2 separate regions of the Sus scrofa genome follow, and region 2 is linked to region 1. A link is a contact called in public promoter capture Hi-C data. All regions are on one chromosome and are shown on one strand. Each heading gives the region's core, a stretch centred on a gene start, on an enhancer-like site or on the middle of the called end of the contact. The rest is flanking DNA. Distances are from core to core; before and after follow the strand shown.

Evidence for each region. Promoter capture Hi-C pulls out the DNA fragments that hold promoters and counts their contacts.
Region 2: a promoter capture Hi-C map of fetal skeletal muscle shows a contact between it and region 1, with 6 times the contacts expected there. The contact joins the promoter of MMACHC here to the promoter of TSPAN1 in region 1. A contact is called at or near these places in 1 of 5 promoter capture datasets (fetal skeletal muscle) and 1 of 47 Hi-C or Micro-C datasets (embryonic fibroblasts).

What each region holds. Positions count from the first base shown.
Region 1 is chr6:165,227,458-165,231,715 of Sscrofa11.1, forward strand. TSPAN1 (tetraspanin 1) reads right to left here and starts at 2,053. Exons shown (of 8, transcript NM_001243860.1): 1 at 1,932-2,053; 2 at 1,440-1,504. The coding sequence starts at 1,496.
Region 2 is chr6:165,863,867-165,868,124 of Sscrofa11.1, forward strand. MMACHC (methylmalonic aciduria (cobalamin deficiency) cblC type, with homocystinuria) reads right to left here and starts at 1,808. Exons shown (of 4, transcript NM_001244776.1): 1 at 1,711-1,808. The coding sequence starts at 1,791. It overlaps LOC110261410, which reads left to right and starts at 2,000. Exons shown (of 9, transcript XM_021097629.1): 1 at 2,000-2,165; 2 at 3,236-3,269; 3 at 3,599-3,636; 4 at 3,749-3,836; 5 at 3,979-4,165. The coding sequence starts at 2,000.

The DNA.
Region 1 (4,258 bases), core at 803-3,302:
ACCCCCAGCCCAAATTCCTCCAAACTCATCTAAACTTCACGTGTCCACCTCTTCACCTTCTACTCACTTTAACCAGCTCTCAGGTGGCCCCAAGGTCTCTGATGACATCCTGGGACATCCATGGGCACAGCATTCTCCTTGACCTGATACCTCCCTCTCCCGGTTTGCCTCCTGCCGCTCCTTTGTTTGCTTCCCGGTGGCCTTTTCTCCATTTATCCTTTATAAGGTGGGTCTCCCAGAGTTCCCTCTTCCTGCTGATTGCTCTCACCCCTCCCACGGCTTCAGTGACCACCCAAGGGCACCTGACTTTATTTATTTTTTGGCTGCGCCTATGGCATGCAGAAGTTCCTGGGCCAGAGATGAACCCTGCCCACAGAAGTAACGAGAGCCACAGCAATAACAATGCTGGATCCTTAACCCGCTGAGCCACCAGGGAACTCCTGGGCACACGACTTTCAAATGTCCGTGTCCAGCTCTGACCTGAGATGCAACCCCACTGGGCACACGGCCGTCTGTGGGCTATGCCCCAGGTTGCTCTTGCCAGAGACATGGTCATCATCCCAGGACCTCTCTCTTTCTTGCCCCTTCTCCCACCCCTCAGTGCCCCCAAGGGCTCTGTGCCTTGTCCGCTCTGCCCGTGTCTCCCCATCTCTGCCACCATCTCTAGCGTTCAAGCCTCATTGCTCAGCTCCCTCAAACACACCTTATACAATCTGTTCCTGGTTTTCTGAACAATATCTAATTTCACCACCACCGGGCCTTTCTGCATATGCTTCGCCAACACCCCCACCCCACCCCGTGCAAATTTCCAGCCTCAGCTATTTCCTCCTAGAAGTCTTCTCTGACCAGGCAGGTTTCAAGCCCCTCCTATAGGCTCCGCAGTCCCTGTGCGGAAGGCCACATATGCTTTGTCACAACCGCCTGCCTATCTGGCCTGCTGGATCTGCGATCTCCAAGGGCAGAGAAGCTCGCTCACCTGTTACCCCCGGCCCTCAGCAGAGCCTGAGGCAACATGTTTGTTGAATAAAAAAAGGGCTGCCTGCAGCCAACCCTCTGCTCTAACATCTCCGGGCTGTCTCTGCTTTCGGCTCCCCACCATCCAGAGGCCACTGCGTTTCCTTCCACACTAGTGGCCCTGGGCACCCCCCCTCCTCTCACTTGGGCCCTAGCCTGTTCGCCTACTGTGCCCTGCTCTAAGCCTGAACTGAAGCTTCCCGGAGGGGAGGGGTGCCCCTAAGATTCCCCACTCGACCTGTGGCCAGGCTGCCACCGGGAGCGGGACTCAGCATCATCTGGGCAGACTTCTGCACCGCATCACAGGGGGCAACTTGAAGGACCGAGTCCCCGCAGGGCCAGCTCCTCTTTCCCAGCTCGGGCTGTGCTCAGGTCGAGGCGCGCTCCTGCAGGGAACCCCAAAGAGCCCGTAACCCCGCACTTACAAAGATGAGCAGATTGAAGAGGATCATCACGGTCTTAATGAAGCTGAAGCAGCGCATGGCGGCTCCTGGGAGGCAGACATGCGTGAGTTGGGACCCCGCCCTCGCCCCCTCCCCAGCCTGGGCCGACCCACCCGACCCCAGCCTCCCGGACAAGCCTGTCACCAAGCTTCTCCAGCGTCTGACCCCGACACCTCAGGATTTCTCCCAGATCCCATCCCGACACCCTATGCCTCTGTACTGCCCAGGCCCTCTACCAACTCCTGACCCTCGGACAACTGAAGGAACACCCCAGGTCCCTCCCCTGACCCCCAAGCCAGACTCCCACACCACAGGGTCACTCGGCGCCCTTCCCTGGCACCTGCCTATCCTGGACTTTCCAAACCAGACCAAGCCGGGATTCTTCCAGCACCCTCCCCGCCGCCAGTCACCGCCACCAGTCCTGTTCGCAGATGGATGTCACTTCACAGGACGCTCTTGACCCTATGCCATCACCTGCTGGGGCTCTCGGTAGTGAGTTCTGAAAGAGGGATCTGCTGCGCTCCAGAGGGGACAGCTGCCTCGGGGCACTGCCACTGAGTGGGCAGGCAGGGAGACGAGCTGGCTCACCAGGTACTGCTCACCTGTGGGCGGGGCAGGCGCCTTAAAGGCCTCCTTCTGCCCGCCCTCCGCCCTGCCCCACCCGCAGCCCGTCGGCCTCCGCCTGCCCCTGCTGCCCCCTGCTGCCTCGCGCCCCGGCCCCGCAGCCCCAGAGCGGCGGGCCTCGCCTGGCAACGCCAACCGCAGGCAGGCACCGCCCTCCCCACCTGCGGGAGGGAGAGGTCTGCGGGTGGGGCAGGGGGCGGCCCGGACCCGCTTCCTTCCCGCACAGATGCTTCCCGCCCTGCAGCAGCTGAGAGTCGCACACACCCTACGTGCTCGCAGCACACACATCTGCCCACACGACACATCCACACACAGATACACATAAACACCTTCTAGTGCCCACGAACGCACACGCGCGCGCCACACACACACACACACACACACACACACACACACACACACCCCCACTCTGAACTCCGGGGACTGACTCCCAGCAACATCTGAAGTGCATCAACTACCCCCGGCCCCGCCACGCGCACTCTTGCAGGCGTGCCCAAAATGCTTTCAAGGAAGTAATCAAAACTTGGCATTTTCTGCTCCCTCCTTTGAGTGGTTTTTTTCCTTGCACAAAACTTCCCGTTCCCCATCTTCCTCTCGCATCTTCCCCCCGCGTCTTCCCTCCTCACTCTTGTCCCGCCCCACCCGTCTCCTCTCCGCTCTTCTCTCCGCGCTCCGCAGACGCCCCGGTCCTTCCCGCCAGCAGGGGGCAGCATGGTCCCACTAAAGCGCCGCCCCCACCTCAAAGGGTTATAGCCCTAAGTCCCCTCATCATAAATACTTCCTGGGCTGCCAATCTTGAGGTCCAGGTGCTGGGAAAGTTCTGGCTTTTAGGTCACTCAGGCCAAGTGCTCCAATCCTGGTTCTGTTGCTTATGAGCTGCGTGACCCCGGGAGCATTTCCTGGACTTAGTTTTAAGCTTCTGTTTCCTGGTCTGTACAACTGGTCTGTTTCCTGGTCTGTAGTGTTATGGGGTTTTATGTTTATTATTTTAATTATTTTAATCTTTAATTGAAGTATACTTGATTGACAATGTTGTGCTTAGTTTCAAATGTACAGTAAAGGGATTCAGTTATATATTTAGGATCCATGAGGATGAGGGTTTGATCCCTGGCCTCACTCAGTGGGTAAGGATCTGGTGTTGCTATGAGCTGTGGTGTAGGTCGCAGATATGACTCAGATCTGGTATTGCTGTGGCTGTGGTGGAGGCCAGCAGCTGTAGCTCTATTCCATCCCTAGCCTGGGCACTTCCATATGCCACACCTGTGGCCCTAAAAAGAAAAAAGAAAAACAAAACAAAACAAAAAACAAACGAGTGTTGAGTAGAGTTCCCTGTGCTATACAGTAGCTCTTTTTTTATCTATTTTATTTCTAGTAGTGTGTATATGTTAACTGCAGACTCCTAATTTATCGCTCCCTCTCAGCCTTCAGCTATAGGGTTTTAAAATGAGATTTTTCTCCCCATTCTGGAGCATAAGGGAATGACCACAGAATGAGTCATAGGGAAAGCCATAGCCAGAGGGGCTGTGGAATGGAAGAAGTGGGATTTTTTTTTTTTTTTCCGCTGTGCCTGCAACATGTAGAAATTCCCAGACCAGGGATCGAACCCACACCACAGCAGTGGCCCGAGCCACAATAGTAACAACACGGAAGCCTTAACCTGCTAGGCCACCAGGGAACTCCTGAATTTTTCAATTTGTTTTGTTTTTAATAATGAGAGAAGGCAGCTGAGGAGATAGGAGAAGGCTATTAATATTAATATCTGTGCAGATCATCTTTTAAATGTATAAGATATAGTAAATCTTTTCTCTCCCTTCACAACAATCCTATGATCCTATGAGGCAAGATTCTCTTTTGAGCTGCTTTTTTTTTTTTGCTTTTTAGGGCCGCAGGTGTGGCATATGGAAATTCCCAGGCGAGCTACAGCTGCCCGCCTTCGCCACAGCCACAGCAACGCCAGAGCCAAGCTGTGTTTATGACCTACACCACAGCTCACAGCAACACTGGATCCTTAACCCACTGAGCGAGGCCAGGGATTGAACTCTCATCCTCATGGGTACGAGTCAGGTTCGTAACCCCTGAGCCACAACGGGAACAGCTGATCTGCTTTTAAAACACGGGGAAAGAGAAGTACAGAGGTTAAGGGCACGTTTCTGAATGACGGGATGCATGAATGTGTA
Region 2 (4,258 bases), core at 558-3,057, 640 kb after region 1:
GAATTCATGAATAACTAAGAACAAAAAGAAACTGGCTGTACTATGATTAATGCAATGATAGGACCAAATGAGGGTTCTCTGAAATTAGAAAAGGCTTCTAGGAAGCTGAGTCTTGAAGGCCGGGAAGGAAACTGACAGGCTGCCACGGGGAAGGGGAATCTGGTGTGTGTATTAAGCAGGTCCCATCATCAACAGAGAAGGAGGAAGTACAAGGCGTAGGTGGAGAATGACAAATTATCTACTTTGATAGAAAGGAAGGGTCCAGAGTGGGAAGCAGAGAGAGAGACGCCTGGAGAGATCACTAAGAGTGAGAGATGGTGACTGGCCTTTGAATATCAATTTAAGGAATATGGGTCTAATTTGGTGACAATGAGGGATTAGCCCTTGAAGATCTAAGAAGTAAACTGACATAATCAGTTTCAGGTCACTCTGGCTGCAGTGTGGAGGATGGAAGGGAGGCGAAGTGACAGCAGGAGGTTATCGCAGTAATCTCGATGAGAAATAGTGGCCTATGGCATTCCCTAGTGGCTCAGCAGGTAAGGATCTGGCATCATTACTGTGGCTTGGGTCACTACTGTGGTGTAGGTTCAGTACCTGGCCTGGGAACTTCCACATACCGTGGGTGTGGCCCCCAAAAAACTGGCCTGGACCAGGGCATAGATGTGTTCAATGGGAAGGAATGGATTTGGAAGATGCAGCAGACAGATTCCTAAAGGGCCCAGTGGCTGACTGGATGTAGGGTTGGGGAGGTGAGAGATGGAGGAGCCTAGGATGACTGGCAGGACTATAGATGGCACAGTTCAATACCACAGCCCCCACCACCCAGGCCTGCCTGATCACACCAGATACGCATCCCCACTCTCCCCCATACCTGCCAGCCACCACTACTACCTCCACACCTTTACTCAAGCTATTCCTGACATTTGCGATGTATATAACTGTCCTTCCTTCCAATCTATTTTTTCATATACAGCTCAACTCCACTGTTTCAGAGAAGGCTCTCTCACTCTAAACCCAACCTACCTCTTCCTCTATATCATTACCCAGCACTGCTTAGGGGCCACTCATTGGAAGGTTGTGGGAGTGGGCTGCCTCTTAAGCATCAGGCAAAAGGCTCAAGCTGAGTTTAATCAGCTTTGTTTCCAAGCAGAGGGCTCAGTGCAGGAGGCAATGGATATGGGGAAATGGACCTATGTGCAAAACGGTAGGTGGTGATGCTAGACTTGTGTGTCAGGTAAGTATGCAGTCTCTGTACTCAGACGGGTCCTAGTAATTGGCAACTTCATGAATCCCTCCTTTGGTTGGTAGATGGGACAGACCAGCCAATCATTTGCTTGTTCAACCCCAGGAATGTCCTTCCCTCATGAGATGACCTAAATTCTAGCCATGCAAATCTTTCAGACGTTGCCCTCTCCTAACTCCTTCGGGAAGCTTCCAAAGTGACTCTGGCCCCTATGTAAACTGCGTAGGTGACAAGGCCACAAGGTTACTGATCATGTGGTGTCTCCTGCTCATCAGTCCGGCAATATATGAGGGTAAAAGGACAAACGTGCAACGCTTCTCTACCCTTTGAACTTAAGCGCCCGTTGACACCCTCTCCCGGTAGGTCAGACGGACACGCGGCCGGGGGAGCTCGGGAAAGAATAGAGGCCAGTGGCACCGAGGCTAATCATACGTTTTGCCCTAGCACCGCGGTAGGGATAAACCAACCTGGAAGGGGTAAATTTCGAAGCCAAAAGGGCATAACGTGTCCTCAATCCTCTGCTTCAGCTCTGCGACATGGGGCTCCATAGCGCACGCTACACGCTGAGCCTGCTGGGAAATGGAGTTTGAAGGCCAACGCGGGCCGTTAAACGTCGAGGTAGCTTGAACTCCATTTCCCAAGAGCTACTGGATCTGCAGCGGAACATCGTTGGCTCTGCGCGATGCATCCTGGGACACGTAGTTCATTTGGTCCTTAGACGCGGCGGCTACAAAATCAGAAAGACTGTTTCGCGGCATGGTGGGGGTGTGTGTATGTGCTAATGCGCGTGTTAAACGCTTCCAGAAAAATGTAGCTTGGCAGCCTTCTTCTGCTGCCGGTTGTCTCCGTGTGGGGCGAACTCAGTTTCCCAATCGGCGCCGCGGAGGCCAGTCCAAAGTCTGGCTTTCCCGGAGTGTCATAGGTTCGAACAGGGTGGCGGCAGGAGTCGCTGCCTTAGATTCGGTGTAATCGCGCCAGTGTCCTGCGTCTGCGGAGGTCTCGACCAAGATTCAGCATCTTCAACTCCCCCCTGGTATCTGTATCAGGGTAACCCTCTTGTACCCCAGTTCCCCAAGGACGCTGCTCCCCTGACGAGTCCCTGAGGCTTAATTTTGGTCTAATATTGCATCCTTACTTTTATTTTTTTATTTTATTTTTTATTATTATCATTATTTTTGTCTTTTTGCTATTTTTTTTGGGCCACTCCCGCGGCATATGGAGGTTCCCAGGCTAGGGGTCTAATCGGAGCTGTAGCCCCTGGCCTACGCCAGAGCCACAGCAACGCGGGATCCGAGCCGTGTCTGCAACCTACACCACAGCCCACGGCAACGCCGGATCCTTAACCCACTGAGCAAGGGCAGGGACCGAACCCGCAACCTCATGGTTCCTAGTCGGATTCGTTAACCGCTGCGCCACGATGGGAACTCCAGCATCCTTACTTTTAGTATTGCGTACCCACTCATCTCTTTCGAGCTGACGTTCTGGCCTTTCCCGGGCTTTGCCTCGGATGTCCCGGGTTGGGAGAGCAAGGGCGTAAGGCTCTAGGGACCCAGACCACTGCCTCAGGCTATGAGAAGGAACCAGACTTTGAGCAGCTCGACACGCTTCTCAATGCTACTGACCGGGAGTTCCTGTCCTGGCTCGGTGGTTAACGAATCCGACCATGAGGTTGCGGGTTCCATCCCTGGCCCCGCTCAGTGGGTTAACGATCCAGCGTTGCCCTGAGCTGTGGTGTAGCTCGGATCCCGAGTTGCTGTGGTTGTGGTGTAGGCCGGCAGCTATTGCTCCGATTCGGCCCCTAGCCTGGGAACATCCATATGCCGAGGGAGTGGCCCCTAGAAAAGACCAAAAAAAAAAAAAAAAAAAAAGCTACTGACGGAAATGTGGCCAGGATTAAGACGAGGGGGCACCTGAGGCCCCTGCCCCCGGATTAAGGTAGTGGGTTAAGGAACACCAAGAACTCATTGGCCTGTGCCCTTCTTTGTTTTGTAGCAGCAGCTGTATTCCTTTGGGGTCTCCACCGCAGGTAAGTATTGTTCCTTTTCCTACTTACCCGCCAGCCTTTTCTCTTTCCAGGATCTGCCTTTTATTGGTGCCTGTACCACTATTCCTTACAAATTCAGCTTTTTCCTTTCCTGAGCAAACATCAGTCCTCCCCCTCCCTCTAATAGACTTTGCACTGACTTTGCCTTATTCCTTCTGCAGGAGACCTGGCTGGGACTCGGATTTCCCCTCGTCACTTGCCTTCCTAGACAGGAGTCCAAGCTCAACAGCCTTGGGCTCTAGAGATTGCCATTGTCCCAGAGAGGCTGATTTGGGCTGAGGTCCATAATGCATCTTCTCTTTGGGCTGAAGTTACTATTCTTCAATCCCATCTTCAATCCCAGGCTCAGGTGAGACATGGAGTCCTAGGTGTGTATGTTTGGGGTTTGTGTGAGAGGAGGGTGCCAGGTGTTGGGGAAGCGCCTTACATACAGTAACTCATGCGGTTTTCTGCCTGGGTAGGGACTAAGGCACTCAGACAGGCTGTGCAGGGCCCTCTGGAAGAGAAAGAACGGTGGAAGTATCAGATCTGTGCCCTGGAAGGTATCCGGTCAGTTCTTTTCTTCATGCACACAGCCTCATATGTGGGCACACATTTTGTTGCACTTGTTGTATGTGCCCTTGTATCTCGATTTGCAAGTGGAGTCTCTAGGCTCGTGTGTAAAGTTCTTCCCCAACTTGTCCCACTATAGAATCACTAAGGTTGTGGCAGGGGGCCCCAGAGTGAAGGGCCTTTCTCCTGGAGCAACGTTTGGAGGGGCTGCGAAGGGAAATACAGTGACCTCGAAGCCAGGTGCAGGTACAGGCCTGAGCCCAAATACAGATGGGACCACCAAAGTGCAGTGCTACCAGGGGCCTTCAGCCAGAGCTGCAGAACGAGTGAGTGATGGGCAAAACCTAGCTTTCTGTAGGCCTCTGAACTCTTGTTACTCTGGTAGCCTTCTCTGGGCTGGTTAATTGCCTTTGGAATGA